2 separate regions of the Oryctolagus cuniculus genome follow, and region 2 is linked to region 1. The links are chromatin contacts, called in public Micro-C maps. All regions are on one chromosome and are shown on one strand. Each heading gives the region's core, a stretch centred on a gene start, on an enhancer-like site or on the middle of the called end of the contact. The rest is flanking DNA. Distances are from core to core; before and after follow the strand shown.

What was found. Hi-C and Micro-C count contacts between places; a contact is called where the count stands out from the background.
Region 2: a Micro-C map of ear pinna shows a contact between it and region 1, with 4 times the contacts expected there. The contact joins the enhancer-like site here to the promoter of ZBTB16 in region 1. A contact is called at or near these places in 3 of 6 Hi-C or Micro-C datasets (ear pinna, psoas muscle and an unstated tissue).

Annotation. Positions count from the first base shown.
Region 1 is chr1:105,951,048-105,954,592 of mOryCun1.1, reverse strand. ZBTB16 (zinc finger and BTB domain containing 16) reads right to left here and starts at 1,853. Exons shown (of 7, transcript XM_002708425.5): 1 at 1,526-1,853.
Region 2 is chr1:106,067,867-106,071,411 of mOryCun1.1, reverse strand. All of the region lies in intron 3 of ZBTB16 (zinc finger and BTB domain containing 16), which reads right to left. Among named protein-coding and RNA genes, the nearest start is that of ZBTB16, 120 kb to the right of the region's middle. Within about 2 kb of position 2,016, at least 5 of the 8 cell types and tissues checked have an H3K27ac peak or open chromatin away from gene starts, as enhancers often do. A contact at or near this core is called in ear pinna, where this site is marked.

The DNA.
Region 1 (3,545 bases), core at 604-3,103:
CCGTGGCCACAGAGAGTGGGACGGCCATCCACGCACGCCTCGCTGCCCTGTGCTTTCCTGCAGACCCGGGAGTTGCAGGAAAACAGGAGGAGGCAACCGAAGAGAATGGAAGTGCCCCTTTCCTCCAAACCAACCCTGTAGCTCCAGAGGGAGACCACGGTGCCCTGGGTCAGTCGTCCCCCCGCCTGACCCGCCGCTCGGCGCCCTCGATGCGGCCGGCGCAGGCTGCGGCTCCACTCCCGCGGCTCGGGGGAAAGCCAGCACTCAGCCGCCCGAGCTGCGGGCACCGAGCACGCGCGCACACGCCCCGAGCTCCCAGAGACCCCCGCCGAGACTTGGAGACGAGTTCGGCAAACTTGGGGAAGCAACTTTTCCTGGGGAGTCAGCCGCCTGAAAGGAAAGAAGCCGAGCTAGGGAGAGGGAAAACGAAAGAGAGCAGGCGAAAGGCGACGAGTCCGGCGGGCTGGGAGACGGACCCGGCCCGCCGCGAAGGGGCAGCACAAAAGCCCTGCAGCGACTCGTGCGAGAAGGGGAGATAAGGGGATCTCCGGGCTCCCCCGGCTCCGACCCAGGGCCGTGACCCCCGGGGAGCAATGAGCAAGGTTCCCGGTTTCGGGCCAGCGGCAGCAGCCGCCGGGCGTGCCGGGCCCGGGGACGTGGCGAGCGACCCGGGGAGGCGGCGAGCTAGCCGGTGCGGAGCGCGTCTGTGCGTTTCAGTGGGTCGCAGGCCGGCAGGATCTGCGCGTTTAGGGCGCGTGCGGGAGTGCGCCAGGGGCTGCGAGAGCCGGCCGCTGGCGCGCCGTGGTGGCAAAGGCATCCCGCACGCATCAGGTGCAGAGCCGGGGCGCCCACCGAGCGCGGCCGGGAGCGCACGGCGAGCTCCGGCGCCACGGCCAATCCTGCCGAGAGCCGAGGAGGGCCCGGAGCACTGGCGCCCCTCGGAGCTTCTCTCCCTCTCCACCCTACCCCCCCCAAAAAATGGGGGATCAAGTCCAATCAAGAAAGAAGGGCCCACTAGGATTTTTCAAAGAGAAAACAAAATCCAAACGTGTCCCAATCCTGCTCGCCTCGGCCCCAGATCCACTCGCCAGCCCCTCTCAGTCTAGCTTCCCAGCCGGCCGGCAAATAAACAAATAAATAAGCCACAAGCCTCGCTCACGCCCGCGCAGCCGTCCGCATACATATGAGCCCCCACCGGCCCCTGGCTGTATAAAGCCTCGCGATCCCCGACCCTATGCTCGCGCCCCAGCTCCCCGCCTCTCACCCGGACCGTGCCCTGCGGAGGAAAGGCTGGGGAGGCAGCTGCGCCCAAGCTGACAGCCGGGGCTCCCCTCTTGGAGCTGACCCCAACCGGTGGCGGCGGCGGCTGCAGCGCAGGAAAGGAACACGCGGGATGAAATAAGGTCCAAGCGCAGCGGCCGAGTGGCCCGAGCGGACGCGCCACCCCCCCGACCTCTCCGGCCCCGGGGCGCCCGGGCGCGCGGCGCTGGCTGGGCGGTGCGCCCCTCCCCGGGCCCCCACTCACCGCTGCCGAGCCGGGCGCCGTGGGGTGGGCGTGCGGGCCTGCCGGGGGGTGTGTGCCTGCGTCGGGGAGGGGTGTTGCTGGAGGAACTGTTGCTCTCGGGTTCACGGCGGCAGCGGCGGCATCGCCCGGCAGTTCGCAGTACCCGCTCTCATCGCCCTCAACTCCTGTGTGCTGTGAGGTTAGCAAATCACCACCGGCTGCGGCGCCTCCGCCGCGTCTCACGTCAACGCCGAGCCCCCTCCCCTGCGAGGCCCCGGCGCCTCTCCATCTTTAGTGCTGGCGGCCGAGCCCGGCTCCCTGCCCACAGCTGCCCCCTCCTCCCCCTCCCGCGCTGTCCCCGGGCTCAGCCCGCCCACCCCCCGCGCCGGCCCAGCCCGTGCGCGCTCCCCGCCCCACCCGCTCTGCCTGCGCGGCGCTCGGCGCCCCGGGCTTCGCCTGACACCTAGCTGCTGCTGGGGCGCCGCGGCCGCCGCGCTCCGGCCCAGCCGGGAGCACGCCAGGGCCGGTGATGGGGAGGCCGGGCGGGGGCTCGCAACGCTCCGTGCGGGCCCTGGGGGGCCAGGGGCAGCTCCCACCTCACTCGCAGCTTTTTCATTGCCACTGGGCGCGGATTTGTTTCTCCCACTCCGGCGCTCCAAGCGCGGGGTTTTGTGCTGGGCTCCAGCGTTTGCCCCCTAGCCTTTCACTTTTTCTCCCGCTTTGCGCCCGCCTCTCAGGACCCCTGTTTGCCAAAGTGCCCAGCCCACGCCCAAGCGCCTTCAGCCCCTCGGACCCCGCGCGCCGCCGGGCATGAGCATCTGGGGGCAAGAAGTCTCGGGGCGCAGAGCCAGCGGGTTCTACTGAACTAGGTGCCAGGGGTTCCCGAGGATGTGCTGTCCATGGGGGCGCCCCGTTTTGGCAGCCGCGGTCACTGGAGGCTGAGGTCGAGACCGGAGAGAAACTTTTTCTTCTTCGGCTCAGTCCCTCTACCCCCTAGACGGACTGCTCAGCGCAGTCTTCGGGGCCGGTGGCAGCTTGGAAACGCTCGAGACCGCCCTGCAGGGCGTCCTCCTCCCGGGCTCCCTAGCCCCCCCCCCCCCCATTACCCCTCCGCACGCACTCCGGAGGGCAGAGTTCGCACCGCTAACCCCCGGGAGCAGCCACCGTAGGAAACCGGCCTTCCCCGAGCTGCGGAAAGCTCCCTTCCCCCTCTTTTTTATGGAGCCAGCCGGAGGCGCGGGGCAAAAGGTGGGAAGCGCTCTTCCCAGCGCCGTGCAGGCCTCCGGCTGGAGTCCAGACGCTAGGAGGATGGGGGCGGCAAGAGCGCCATCCAGGGGTCTCAGTGCAGTCAGTCCGCGACGTCAGGCGGCTTTAGCAGCGCCAGGCGTCAGTCACTGAATCTGAGTGTTCCCTCCTTGCCTGGCGGGTGGGCCAAAGGTTTTCCGCAGAACTAGCGTGGAATCCCTGGCACTGGGCCGGCCCTAGAACTGTGATGTGATGGAAGGTAGCAGAAGCCGGACAGAGACAAAAAGGGGAAGACCTGGGGGCAGAGTTTGCATATTGGAACTGATCCGAACTCACAGAGCTGCCAATGGACAGGGCATTCATTCCACTCCTGCAAGCCTGGCTCCGGTCTCCTACTTGTAGGGAAAATGCCCCCACCAGCAGGAGTCTGAGACTGGAAGTACAGGAAAGGGACAGCCAGGTACGCCACACCGGCAAACTCACAGGGAGGGGAGAGTCAGCCCCAGGTGACTCATTTCACCATGATACAGTGAAAGGCAGCCCCTATTTAGAACCTAACTCTTTTCCTAGCTAAAATCTAGGGTCCAGAAAGAACTGAGGTGCAAGCAGATCAAGAATGGAGCGAACGGAAGGAGAGGAAGAAAGACTCACCTGGCACCAGCCAGAGAAGCTGACGAATCATTCACTTGTTGAGCTTCTGCCTAGATGGTGCTGGCTGGAGGTTGCTGCCCAGCTGTCCGCAGCCACCCACTCTCTCCTCCCCAGGGCAGTACAGAAGCACACCATTAACCCCTGA
Region 2 (3,545 bases), core at 767-3,266, 120 kb before region 1:
CCGCCCCCACCACGAGCCCCAGAAGCCCATCCACCACCCAGTGTTCCTGGCTCTGTCCGTCTTCCCCAGCCGACTGTAGCGCCGAAAAGCAAGTGAGCATCCGCCCTGGCTCTGCCACACCCCTGGCGCCTGGCCCGATGTGCACCTCAAGCCCACTGAACACTCATTAAGCAGACCCTCAGGCAGGTTCTTGGTGCTGAAGTGGCCTGGGAAGGGGGTGGTGACCATGGAGGGCACTGCCAAGCTGTCCCCTAGGGGGTGGCAGAGTCCTTATTCTACAAACTCTGGGCTCTCTACTGCCTCTCTTTGAAACATTCAAGGACACAGCCTCTGGCTGGAGCTCAGGCCAGTCTCAGGGAGAAGAAAGCCAAGGTTAGGAAGGGGGCTGTCTCTGCCTCTACAGCAGGACCTCCAGCCTGGCCGGCCACACACTCACTCTGGCAGCAAGCAAACAGCCCCACCCGGCCACGCATCCAGTGGCCTTCCTGTCCCCAGGCAGACCCCGCAAGGCTAGAGAGCACCCCAGACTGGCTGGCAGTGATCTGCTGGGAGACTCCTTCATCCCTACCCCAGGCACTGAGCTCATCTGAGAGTCAGTGTTCCCAGCTGTTAAAGAGACAGGCAGAGGAGCCTGTGCTGTGGCATGGAATGGTAAGCCTCCGGCTACAGTGTCAGCATCCCATACAGGCACCGGTTCAAGTCCTGGCTGCTTCATTTCTGATTTGGCTCCCTGCTAATGCACCCTGGAAAGCAGTGGAAGATGGCCCAAGTGCTTGGGCCCTTGCACCCACGTGGGAGACCTGGAAGAAGCTCCTGGCTCTGATCGGCCCAGCCCTGGCCTTTGCAGTCATTCAGGGAGTGAACCAACAAACAGAAGATATCTGTTTCTCTCCTTCTATCCCCTTTCAAATAAATGAACTAAACCTTGGAGGTGGGGTGCGCAGATAGACAGACATCCCGTGCCTGCCAGTCCCCCAGGGCCCTGTAGAAGAGGGCTCAAGGATGCTCGAGGGATGGCTGACAGTCGGGGTTTTCCTGACTCCTAGTTTGCTCTCATTTCCCCCTAACTTCCTGACTCTTCCAGGAGGTTAGACAGGGGCTAAAGGAAGATGGTTGAGAGCAGGTTATAATTTGGTGACAAGACGACACGGACACTATAAATCCACTGGACGCTGAGGCTGCGCTGAGTCTGCCAGCCCCGGGGCAGCGTTCACTCTGTGCTAAAGCTCACTCCGACTTGCGTGCAGGAATCAAAGGAGGAAGCAGACAGGAAAGCACAAACACAGAAAGCTTTCTCTAAATGCCAGGATCCCAGCCACAACAGAGCTGAAATGCAGCAGAGGCTGGGGACAGCTCCCCTCAGCTACCCCACACACACACCCCAGCCTCAGCTACCCCCACCACACACACACACACACCAGCCTCAGCTACCCCCACCACACACACACACACACACACACCCCAGCCTCAGCTACCCCACCACACACACACACACACACACACCAGCCTCAGCTACCCCACCACACACACACACCCCAGCCTCAGCTACCCCACCATCACCACCACACACACACCCCAGCCACCACCTCTGGACTCTCTCCTTGCCCTAACCAGAAACGGGGTCAGAGGATCCTGCACATTGAGGAAGGGGTCAATGACGCTGAAGGCATCTGAGGAGTGGGGTCTCTTCCAGGATACCAGGCAGAAGCCAATGAGAGACAGACAGAAGCCCTCAAAGCCCTCCCTCTCCCAAGCCTCTCCCCGCCTCGTTCTGCGATAATAAGGAAAACACAGAAAGCAAAGGAAGCACTGGAAAAACACGCCACGTTTGCCAGCATCCAATGTGGAGTGGTGTGTCCTTTTTTTTTTTTTTAATTCCTTGAGATTTTAAAATAAACATCTTGACTGTTCTGATGAGATATGCATGCCTGCTTACATAAGGAAGTACAGAGTGTACCCAACAGCAGACCCAAAAAAAGCCCAAGCTGTCAGAACAATGAGTACAGACGCAGAGCACTTTACAGCAGGCCACAGTGTACAGTTTTATTTACAGTACCTCTTATCAGACGGAGAACAGTACACTGGCTGCCCATTCCAAAGGCCAGCACTGCGTGTTCTTTCCCTCCAGGGGATCTGTGCCCTGGGGAGGAGCTGCAGGCACGCTTGCTCCCCAGCTCTTGCACGCTCGCTCGCTTGCACGCTCCTTCTCCTTTATCAACAGAGTGAAAGCCCCAGCACCGGGGTTTCTTTCAGAGGCAAAAGGGGAAGCAGGTGGGCCATGCCGGCTGCCTGGAAAACCACCAGCCCTATCAGCCGGCGCAGGTTGTAGCTGTGGTGGACGATGCCGTGGGGGAAGGCCTCCTGGACTGAGCAACAGAGAGAGGGGAGACGCCTGGGGTTGACGGCGGCTGGTTTTCAGATCTCTGGAAGTCAGCCTCTCACCGGTGACCTGGGCAACAGCTGACAGCTTGTGTTTGGCTTCACAGCCCTTTTGGAGGAGACAAGTCCTCGGAAGACACCAAGGGGAAATGCTGAAGCACCTGCTTGCCTACCCAATAAACAGCAGGCTCCCAGCAGGCTCCATTGCACTGGGGTCCTGAGCTCCCACTCTCACCGAAAGAACACAAGTCCACCTCCTCAGCCAAGGAGGCTTGCAAAGCTCCCTCCTTACCACTTAGAGCGCCACCAGGTAATCCACAGGCTGAGCCACAGGCACGGCCAGTACATGCACACAACCACGCAGCATAGCAGCTGGGGCCGTGCCTGCTGCAGTCAAACTCAGAGGCAAGCCAGCTCCACCATTTCCAGGGGCCACCTAGGCCAGCAAAGTATCTTTTCTGGGTTTGTTTTGTCCGAGCTCAGGTTATCTACATTACAAAGTTGGGTGAGTGATGATTCATTGAAATACTAAGAAGGTACTTCAAAAAAAACTCAAAAAACTCAAAAAAAAACAGCGAAATAGAATTAAAAGCTTATTTTTGTGCTAAAAAGGTGAAATCCATGCATCTGAGAGGTCTCCAAACTTTGCATATTACAGGAAAACTATCCATGGATTTCAAAAAAATTTTTGCACCAAAACAAATGTATCTTTTAATACAAGATGTTCCCATGAACTTTTGAAGTCCTGGCATACAGTAACTGTCTCACCACCGTCTCATCATGACAGCTATTATTTTATCCCCAGCGTCACTGTATGAGACACACATAAACATCAAATGCATGCAATAGATGTATCACAACATTGAAAATATCCTTACCACTCCTGCTCAGACAAAGCAGAAAAGAAGGGAAAGAGACGTGCCCTGTGACCAAGCCTCCATTCAGCAGGCTTCCTCTCACAGCGGAAGACAAAGGCAGAAGGTACTAACCACCATGCACCCCAAACCAACAATGTACAAGCAAAGTCAGGGTCGGGTCACTCTTCCTGGAAGAAGATCAAGAAAACAACAAGCATCACCCCCCAACTCGGCTCCCCTCATTGTTCACAGCCACATTCTCATGGCATTGTTTCTTCCCTCTGCCCACGCAGAAGGTAACCAAGGAGC